3 separate regions of the Mus musculus genome follow, and regions 1 and 3 are each linked to region 2. The links are chromatin contacts, called in public Hi-C and promoter capture Hi-C maps. All regions are on one chromosome and are shown on one strand. Each heading gives the region's core, a stretch centred on a gene start, on an enhancer-like site or on the middle of the called end of the contact. The rest is flanking DNA. Distances are from core to core; before and after follow the strand shown.

Evidence for each region. Promoter capture Hi-C pulls out the DNA fragments that hold promoters and counts their contacts. A called contact is a pair of places that touch in the nucleus more often than the background predicts.
Region 1: a contact with region 2 is called in a promoter capture Hi-C map of cranial neural crest. The contact joins the promoter of Ano8 here to the promoter of Rad23a in region 2. A contact is called at or near these places in 1 of 39 promoter capture datasets (cranial neural crest) and 1 of 484 Hi-C or Micro-C datasets (B cells).
Region 3: a contact with region 2 is called in a Hi-C map of B cells, with 5 read pairs. The contact joins the promoter of Kcnn1 here to the promoter of Rad23a in region 2. A contact is called at or near these places in 2 of 39 promoter capture datasets (cranial neural crest and frontonasal cranial neural crest) and 1 of 484 Hi-C or Micro-C datasets (B cells).

The regions. Positions count from the first base shown.
Region 1 is chr8:71,484,355-71,487,902 of GRCm38.p6, forward strand. It overlaps Ano8 (anoctamin 8), which reads right to left and starts at 1,713. Exons shown (of 17, transcript NM_001164679.1): 1 at 1,400-1,713; 2 at 646-756; 3 at 395-527; 4 at 80-218; 5 at 1-10. The coding sequence starts at 1,505. It also overlaps a transcript of Gtpbp3 not described here.
Region 2 is chr8:84,839,051-84,842,572 of GRCm38.p6, forward strand. Rad23a (RAD23 homolog A, nucleotide excision repair protein) reads right to left here and starts at 1,602. Exons shown (of 9, transcript NM_001297606.2): 1 at 1,444-1,602. The coding sequence starts at 1,515. Calr (calreticulin) reads right to left here. Exons shown (of 9, transcript NM_007591.3): 9 at 3,038-3,522.
Region 3 is chr8:70,855,484-70,858,862 of GRCm38.p6, forward strand. It overlaps Kcnn1 (potassium intermediate/small conductance calcium-activated channel, subfamily N, member 1), which reads right to left and starts at 1,525. Exons shown (of 10, transcript NM_032397.3): 1 at 1,449-1,525.

The DNA.
Region 1 (3,548 bases), core at 463-2,962, about 13 Mb before region 2:
TCTGCCGCTCCTGTGGGGAGATGAGTGTGAGCTAGGTACGAGGGCTGTAGGCGCAGAGACATGGGCGCAGGGCGGTCACCTGCGATGTGAAGAAGCGTAGCTCGCTCTCCACATTCTCGTAGATGAAGTCCTCTTCGCAGGAGAAGCTGCGGGTGCCCCCTCCAAATTCGGCCTTCACGGCCTTGCGCAGACCCAGCTCATCGGCCCCACGGAGCAGGCTGCGGGCAGGACAGGGCATAGTGGGCTCACCATGGGACTCCTGGCTTACCATTCCCAAGCTAAGGACTGTGCGAGAGCCACATCTTAGGACAAACGAATAGTTAGCACAGTTGGTCTTCAGAGGGGCAAGGAGCCGGGTGACAGGGCCAGAGGGAGGTAGAGGCAGGGGACTCGCCTCTCGTATGTGGCGGTGACAAAGAAGGCATAGGCACGCGTGTGGCGGTGGTGGCGAACTTGCACGATCAGCTCGGGAATGCCCACCCGGATGTGATTCAGCAGCCACAGCAGCGTGTGGTCATCAGTGGTGTCTGCCAAGGGGCATAGGGGCCAATGGGTCTTGCCTCGAGAGGTGCCCACAAGGGCCTCCACATTTCCACCGAGGCGGTAAAGGCAGCATCCGGGCCCATGGCAGACAGGTGTGGATACCTGGGAAGGTCATGAGCACGTCGCAGTCCTCAGTGGGCACTGTCTTCATCCATGCCTTGTGGGACACCAGGTAGCGGCCAGCCTGCAGGAGCCTCTTCCCAAATAGTTTATCTATGGGGCAGCGTGGCAGGCTGGGCTGAGATCAGGCCCCTTCAGGGACTGACTCGGCCCTCATTAGAGCTCTCAAGGGCTAGGCACCCATAGCCTGGGCTTGCTCTCTTCTCTCCTGCATCAGCCAGGCCCTTCCCCCTAGGTCCTGCCTTAAGAATCTTACTCATGGTTGAGGCCCAACCCTGCCTCCCAAACCACAATTGGTGGGGTGCCCACAAGCTGCCTTGAGTGCTTCTTGGTATGAAAGAACGGTCCTTAAAGCAGGCGCAGAGTGCAGTCCTTCCTCCCATTTCACAGGTCACCAAACTGAGGCCCAGAGACTATCCACGAGCTCAAGGTCACCCAGCCAATATGGGATTTGAACCCAGGACCCTAATCGCCCTGTTTCCCTGTGCTGGGAGTCTCCAGGTGGCGAGGCTCACACGGGCCAGGCTGGGGCCATCAGAGGGGCGTGTCCACGTTCCTGCACTGGGGACCCCCGGTGCAGACCCATTGACCAACCCCGCGCCCTGCGCCGCAGCTGCAGCACTACGAGGAGCAGCCTCTGGGCCACACGCTAGGGTGTGTGACCCTGAACGGCGTCTCCTGCAGCCCCTGCCTGCACCCTGTACACCTGTCTCGGTGCCACCCGCAGCAAACATACCCAGTACTCCAGACGCAGGCGCCGCAGGCTCGCCCTCGGGAGGGGGCCTCTTGCCCCGCTCCCCCTCCAGGGTCACGTCCCCGGCGCCCGAAGCCGCCTCGGCCATGGCGAGGACAGGGCAGGTTAGGGGCCGCGGGACGCCCGGGCGCTGGGGGGCCACGGGCTCATGAGGACCGGAGTGGCACCACCGAGCGCGCCGGAGGAGGAGACAAAGGCCTCTCTCGCCCGCCCGCGCAGCCCGCCGTCCCTGCGCTCCACTTGCTTGTCGTCCCCGCCCAAGCCAAACCTCAATTCTTCTTCCTAGTCTCAGCGCGGTCACTCTCAGTCACTCAGTCCCACCCCCACTCCCACCCCCGCCTCATCTCTGCTTCCGGTCCCCGCCCGAGTGTTTTTCCTTTTCTTCTTTCTTTCTCTCTTTCTTTCTTCCTTCCTTCCTCCCTTCCTTCCTTCCTTCCTTCCTTCCTTTCTTTCTTTTTTTGTACGCTTCCTTCTTGCCCGCCCACTTGGATCTACCGTGCTTGTTCAGGCCGACACTGAGAAGAACTTTCTTCCACCCTCAGCCCTTCAGTCTGTTTACCCATCTACAAAGTATTGAGGTCAAAGGGGTGGATTCTGAGCCGGGTGCGAGAGGGAGGACCTGGCTGAGTGACATACCTGAGAACAATACCTCAAGTACCCCAACTGGAATGTAAGTAATTATAGCAGGTCCTGCCTGCCCCCAGGGCCTTTGCACATACAGTTCAGGTTCTGAAAACATATTACTGCCCTCTGCTCCCACACAACCCTTATTACTACAATACAGCTTCCATAAAAGGATAAGGATTCAGGTGCCAAATTTATCAAATAAACACAATCTTGAGGCACTCACTGCATATAAAGGTGTTGCCACAAGTTGTACACCAATGCGGACAAGCGTCACCTCGCACACACAGATAAATGGAATAAAAGAGTCCCGCTAAAGGGCACGACTGGTGTGACTCAATCAGTAGATCGCTGGCCCAGCACGGAGCTACCAGCCCTGCACTCAAGAGGCAGAAAGATCGGGATTTCAAAGGCATCCTCAGAGGCCACATAGCAAGTTCATGATCACCCCGGGCTTCCAAGACACTGTGTCAAAAAAGGGTGGGCCAAGCTGTTGAGATGTCCCCGCGGTTAATAACACTTGTAGCTCTTCTCGAGGACCAGGGTTCGGTTCCTGCACCTACACTTGCCAGTAACTCCAGAGCCAGGGGATGCTAAATATGCCCGACACCAAAGCTTACACATCGTTAAATAACAAATAGGCCTCAAAAAATAAAGCCACTGATTAAATGAATTTCAGATATACTGGTATGTTCTGACAACTACACAAAGAAATGTTGTTTGTCTGAAACTTTTATGTTCTGGGTGATCCTAGGTGGGAAGGGAGGCTGTCAAAAGTCCAGCTTGCTGGGAAATGCTCAACCACAAAGCTAAGCCTGATACCAGATTTTTAAAGAATGTTTGTTTGTTGTGGGCAGGAGCGCTTTGGCGAGTGTATGGAGGTGAGAGGACGGACACCTGTGGAAACTGATTCTTTCCACCATGTGGGTCCAGGGGATTGAACTCAGGTCGTCAGACTTAGAAGCAAGCACCAAAACCCACAGCCCTGATCTCCCATGTTTTCCCACTTCAGAGTGGCCCACCCTGAAGTCCTGTGAGCACTTAGTAGGTAATGAGCACTTGCTCTAAACGTGTTAAGATGGAACCACGGGGGCCGGGCACTGGTGGCGCACGCTTTTAATCCCAGCACTTGGGAGGCAGAGGCAGGCGGATTTCTGAGTTCCAGGCCAGCCTGGTCTACAGAGTGAGTTCCAGGACAGCCAGGGCTACACAGAGAAACCCTGTCTCGAAAAAAACAAAACAAAAACAAACACACAAACAAACAAAAAAGATGGGACCACAGGAGATGGACAACGTCACTGTCCCTGTTTCACAGACTGAAAGTAGGGCAGATGGGAACCTGAGGGCTTTGAGACTATACTGTACCCGGCAGCACTAACTAAAGAGCGCCCGCCCGCACAAGTCGAGAACCAGAGAATTGGCAGTGCGAGGGCGCTCGCGAAGCCCCGCCCGCCCAGAACCTGGTATTCGAGCCTGCTCCTTCACCCCGCAGTTCAGTGCTGTCCCG
Region 2 (3,522 bases), core at 352-2,851:
AAATCCAGGCATAGTTGTGCACACTTATAATCCCAGCACTTAGGAGAGACAAGTGGATCTCTTTAAGTTCCAGGCTAGCCAGGACTATATAGTGAGACCATTTCAAATAGAATACAATGACCATCACGAACCCTTAGGTTCCCTTCTTCTTCCCTTTTGTTTAGAGAAAAAGCTTTGCTTTCAATCCTATGAGATTCCTATTCAATCTATCGAGCTGACAGCAGTCTATTACATGCCAGACACGGGAACTGTTCACCGTGTGTGTATATGTGTGTGTGTGTAATGGTAGTGGTGGTTTGGGGACAGACCCCTAGCTCAGGCCTTGTATATTCAAAAGCTCCATCCCCAACCTGTTTTACAACTTGTTTTACAGAGGCCTGTGGAACAGAACAAACACAAGTCAGTGTTCTCATGAAGAAGACACTGATGTGAGAAGAAAAGCAAACTTGTATTTCCAATGGGATGTGGTTAGGAGGGGAAACAGTAATAAGAAAATGAAACGGTGTATCCATCGCTGGCCTCAAACAGTAACTTTTCTGTACTTACTGAGGTCATCTTTCTTCCCTCCATTTTTGGAACAGGATTTTATTCTGTACTCAACTCCAGGCTTGCCTAAAACATCATAGCCCAGGCTGGCCTAGAACTCCAGGTAATCTCTGCTCAGAGATTATGAACATGACTACCAAGCTTAGACTTCACTGAGGGTACACCAATGGCTTCAACCTATGTTTTGAGAAGGTTTAGGGGAGGTGGCCCAAGACAGCAATATCAGTTACTTGGAGGTTAAGTAAAGAAGGTTCACATGAGCCCAGAAGAACAAGACTAGACTCCACTCTCAAAAAGCAAAACCAAACAAAAGTTCATACAGCATGTTTAGGCTGCTGTTATGTGAAATGGAGAAAAAAAAAAATCTTGTCACTGTCATTATTGGCTGTGACCGTGGCAAAGTTCCTTAACTCCGTGGTTGTCAAAAGGGGAAAGTCAGGAGTCCCCAAACGACAACACTGTTTTGCAGACTCAGCAAGATGACACTAATACTCTGGTAAAGAATAAACTGGTAAAGAATAAACGGCCAACAAAGACGGACCACCAAAACTATTAAGATTAAGACCATTTATTATTATCATCATTGTAGTCACCAGTCGGCACCTCGTTGGCACTGAGGGCAAACTGTGCCACCTGAGCAGCTTGCAGGCTGGGAACGCGGAGCCCGCAGCTGACACGGGAGCCAGACCTGGGAACTCCCAGGGACTGGCCCGGGAACAGCGCCCGAGCCGCCGGGGCAGGGCAGGGCCGATCGGGGGGATCCGAGGAGGTCGGGCTGCTGGGGGAGGGCAGGGCCTGGCCACGGCGTCCTCTCCGCCCCTCCCGTTGGATCCCGGCATCCCTGCCCCCACCCACCCCGGCACCCGGTCGCTCCCGCCCCCGGGCTCCGGCCCGCACCGTCTCGTCAGGTTCCATGCGGATCTTGAAGGTCTGCTGCTGCAACGTTTTAAGGGTGATGGTGACGGCCATGGCGGGGCCGGAGCAATGCGGCAGCCCCGGGATCCTCGTACTACATGCAACTCACGCCGCCGCCATCTTAGCGCCCAGCCGCGCCGCGCCAAGCACTTCCGGGGCAAGTGTGCAGCGCCCGCCGATCGTCAGCGCCGGTGACACCCTCCTCGACCTCTAGAGCATGCGCGGCTGCACCTTACCTTAGACATGCGCAATCTTAGCTTTGTGAGCTTTTGCTGTGTGCACCAGCATTCCGCTGTCTTGGTGACATCATTTCTGCTAACAGTGATGTCATTATACCCACAAAATGGCTCCTAAGGACTTTTAAAGTTTTTAAGGTGTTTGTTGTAGATTTCTGCTCCTAAGTTATTTTTCATACATTCTGCCTATTTCAAGTGACCCAATTTGGATCTGGTCAAAATAAAAGGAATCTTAGCAGAGGACTGCCTAGAAGTTACCATCAATCAATGTAGAGGAGGGCAACTATGTGACCCCATTTTCAAGGACCATCTTAATTTTTGGAATAAATTTACACTTCTAGTTCATGAGTTCCCCACATCTTTGTAATCCTGCAATGACCTACCTATTCATCCAAACATTTTCAAGGTTCTTTTATATTAAATATGTAATTCTCCCCTCCATAAATTTTCCTTACTTACACCAACTCTTAAGGTACCTACATTTTTCGTGGGGGGAAGGGGTAGTATTCATGAAGCTTTAGACCACCCTCACATACCAAAAAGTAATGAAAATGTCAGACTCAGGATAGGGCAGTTCATCAGGGTGATTTAAGGGACTCTCAAACAGAACTAACATCACCATCCTCTTAGATGCTTGCTTTGCCCAGTGTTTCTATCCACACCAATGATCAGGCAATTAACCAAGGCCTGCCTCCCTCCCTTCACTTGAGTCTAGACTCCAGAATTGAAAGCTAGATCACAACTTTCTTGTGAAGAACACAGGCTTCCTCCTGCCCATTCTTCAACCTACTACACTAGAGTATAAAAGGCAGCCTTGAGACTCAACAATGAGTCTCTTCTTTTCCTTGTGGTGGGGATGGAACCCAGGCCATGCTAGCTAAGTGTCCAACTGAACTACATAACCCAATCCTGGAATCTATCTTTATCAGCTCAGTCCTAGAACCATGGGCCCTTGGGGAAAGTAGATCACTGTCCCTGAGCTCAGTCAGTCCCTTTGACTATTATCTACCAGCATGCACCCCACTACTGTGAACTTTGCTCAGCTTTCCTAGGTGTCAGTCCAACAGATCCATCCCACTTTTAACCAAGATGGCTAATATTTGAATTCACTAAATTCTAGTCAGTCTGTCAATGAGGTCTGTGCTAGAATCAAAACTTACACGTCTATGAGTTTAGGATCAAGACCTGATGGCTACTCTCCCATTTAGAGACTATGGGATACATATAAATGACATTTCTGAGACTCTGCAAACTCCAGTAGCTGAAACATACGTCACCCGCACCTGAGAAAGGCTGCTTTTAGCTCCTGATGTACATCCTCCCAGAGAAGGAGACACAATAGGGAAGACACAAAACTTAATTTAATAGAAATTTTGTTTGTAGTTCTTACACTCTCAGTGTGAGCTGTGCTAGAACTGGCTGCCCCACAAGTGGCCCAGTCCTGGGGGCAAGGGAGAAAGGGGATGAGAAGAGCCCCATTCTTCCTCAGTGCGGGGGGAGGGAAAACACCACCCCCTTCTCCTGCCCTCCTCTGAGATGCAGGAAGGAGAGCAGATGAAATCTCAAGCCTAGGGCTTCTCCTCTACACCCCTGTTCCTAGAGTTGGAGGGTAGTGACCAAAAGATGGAGAAAGGGAGGGACAGAAGGAAAAGATGTTGATTCAAAAATGAGAAACCAGATGAGGGCTGAAGGAGAATTAAAGACAAACACCAGTAAAAAAAAAAAGGGGGGGGGGTAATGGGGGAGGCAGGGGAACAAAATCAGAATCTACCCCAGATCTGAACCTGCCTGGAAAAAATGAAAAGTTCTTGAGTCTCATAGAGAC
Region 3 (3,379 bases), core at 275-2,774, about 14 Mb before region 2:
AGACAGCAAAGGTTGAACATCACCTTGGCCATTCCAGAACATTCCAAGGCTCAGGAGAGTCCAGGATCATCTGGAAAGTCAGTGTCTACCGACCCCTGCTCAAAGTCTGCTTCAGTTCCCCAGCGCCTAACCTCCCAGACACCAGCATGCCCTGCAATCATCCTGGCCCATGAGCACCCCCTGCCCCTCAAGCTACCAACAGCAGGTGACAAGGTGGCCTGGGTGCCTGCAAGACACACAGGTGAAGAGGCAATATGGGGCTGTGACTCAGCTGTCTGACACATATGCCAAGCCTAGGTGCTGCCATGTTGTTCCCTGAGACAGCCTCTTCCTGGGCAGGCTGGCTGGCACAGGACAGATGCAGAGCAGGCAGGGCTCAGTGACCAGTCCTGGGCTGGCTGTGTTTTGAGCCTCCAGTTAAAAGGACTGTCTGTTGCCCCAGGCACAAGGGGGATACCTCTTCTGGTTTTAAAAAGAAGAGCAAAGCTGAGGGAGGTTGGGTGGCCCCTGGATCCTCTGCCAGCACCGAGTCAGACACAGACTAAGGGACACAGCCTGGCGGTGGCTGAGGGCAGGACCTTGACAGGGAACCAGGCTGGCTCTGCCCGAGTGGCTGTGAGCTGAGGACAGAGCTGCTTTCTGTCATGGAGCCTGGGGTACCAGCTCAGTCCGTTTTCTCTTGTCTTCTGTAATTTTATTTATTTACTTTAGAGACAGGCTCTCAATCTATAGTGCAGGTTGGCACTGTGGCAAACCCCAGGTGCTGGGATGGCAGGTGTAAGTCGCCATGCTAGGACTGGTGATACATACCTATCAAGAGGTGCTAAACAGCAAGGCTAGCCTGGCCTTTGAGGCCAACTAGGGCTACCTGAGAACCTGTCTCAAAATAAAATAAAATCGGATCAATAGGTGTCCCTTGCTGTGAGTCTCAAGGAGGCACCCACCTCCCACAACTCTTGTAGGAACCACAGTGATAACGGCTCATGACAGAAACTCCCAAGACACTAGACCTGTGTCAGGTGGCCTCCCCAGCAGCTGGTGGGGAAATGGAGTTGAGGAAGGGTGCCAGAGCTCTTCTCACCAGGCTCACTGACTCCTCAGGGTGCCCGGCTCTGCTTGCCCTTTGCACACCGGCTACCAGGGAGCTTACAAGGCCAGTCTGGCAGCCCAGGTGCTGTCACTGAGCACCTTGACCTCAGTTTAGGGTGGCCGAAGAGTGCTCATGTCACTGGCCGTATCACATCCATCCTTGTGCATGGACTTTATGGACTCAGCGTCTCCCACTCGCAATCTTCCCTCACCGGGGGACACGCGCACCCTCTCTTCTGTGTCCCTGACCCCTGACCGCGTGGCAACACCATCCCCAGCGTCGTCCCTAGTCGCATAGCCCAGGGACCCGCTATTACTGCCCCCCCAGCCCCCTCACCCCCGCTTCCTCTCGCCAATACCTGCGGGCGGGGACCTGGACCCTCGTGCCAGCGCGTCCCCGCCGAGACCGGCCAGGGAGGGGGAGCAGCGCCGCCCCGTATGAGCGGCGCCTTGGATTGGCTGAGTGCACCAGGCCCCACCCCCATGACCCCGCAGGCTCCGCCCATGCTTAAAGCTCCCTCCTGGGCACTGGGCAAGAATAAGAACCCCGGTGATGGGCATCTGTGCACAGGCAGCTGGCTATTGCAGGTGATCCTGCACACCTGGACCTCATCTCTGGGGACAGACAAGCCCGCTCACCTCAGGGACCCCGATCTTAAACCCTATTAGCCTTGCGGGCAGAAAGAGCTCCAGGCAGCTGCAATCATCAGGGCTGGGGAGACCCCCGAACCTGCTCTGCCCCCATCATTCAAGCCAAACTTACAGAGCTCACTCATGAAAGTTTTTGTTTTGAATCAAGGTCTCACATAACCTAGTCTGGCGTCAAACTCACTGTGAAGTACAGGCTGCGCTAGAACTTACCAGGGAGTCCAGGTTAGCCTTGAGTGGCCTTGAAGTTCTGTTCCTTCTCCCTTCACCTCCTGAGCGCTGGGACAGTTTTGGGCCCCCCTTTCCAGCTCATGCAACATTTTTTGTGGTCTTGGGTTTTGTTTGTTTGTTTTGATAGCTCTGTAGCCAAAGCTGATCTTGAATTTACTCACTGAAATCCTCCTCTCAGCCTACTTCCTAAGGTGCTGGAGTTTCAGGTGTCTTCTAAGACATCCCAGAGACCAAGGAGTCTAGTCTCCGCCCCTTCAGTCACGTGATTACTGACAAGCTGGGGAGCTGAGGTTTGCCTGCAGCCGAGCGATGAGTGTGTGTATCCCCTCCCTAATCCCCTCCCCACCCCCACCCCAGCCACCCAGCTCCTGCTTCTTCCTGGCCCAATGTCTTTGCAGTTTAGAGGGCCTCAGGAAGGACTGAGGGGCAGATGTGTGGCCAGCAAGTGGCCTGGGAGCAGTGACAGCACTGAGCCCCAGCAGAGCCACCAACAGAGTGACAGTCCAGGTGTTGGGGACCACATCTGCACTATCCACATAGGTGGAGCCAGATGGAACCAGCCTGGGGTGATAGATGTAAGCAGGTTCCAGGAGACACCACAGAGGGACAGGCCAAGAGCACCAGGTTCTGCCTCCAGCCCCTAAACCTTCTGCATGTGGCCACCTCAGCCTGTGGCTGTGGGCCTTCCCTGCCTACCCCCTACCCAGGAATTGTTTTGCTTTTTGTTTTAGAAAGGGTTTCATATCTGTGAGGCTCAGACTTACTATAGAGCTGAGGATGGCCTGGAACTGGCCATCTTGCCTCTACCTCTCAGGTCCTACCTGACAGGATAGGCCTGGGCCACCAAGCCCCATTTGTTCCGTGCTAACAACAGAAGCCAGGGCGTCATAAACACTGGCAAAGCACTCAGTCTCCTGAGACACACCTCAGCCTCTCACAGCCCCCAGGGATTGGGGGCATGCCCCCGTTTGTCATCAAAATTGGGGTGCTCACTGTCCATCTAGCTCTCCTCCAGGCGCCTGTCTCAACATGCACCCCCATGGTGCCTGTGACCACAATCAAGGAGTTCACAGGCTCAGCAGTCACTGCCTCTAAGACTTACCCCTTCCCTCTTGGGGCCCACCCTGCCTTTAAGGAGCCCCTGGAGGAGGAGGTATCCTAGCAACCAGTTGGGGTGGCCTGGAGGCCTCTGGGCACCTCAGCCCTGGAGATAGATGAAGCTGGTGGTGGTAATGGGCAGGGTGGTTCTGGGCTTGAGTGCAAACTGGCCACACCTTCATCCTAGGCATGGGCTCCAGGGGCCATGGTGGGCGGGAAGGGGCAGAGGAGCCACGGATACACTTAGGACACAGTTACACTCCTGTGACAGGAAACAGCTTTGCAAAAATTGTCCTTTGGAGACTGCTGAACA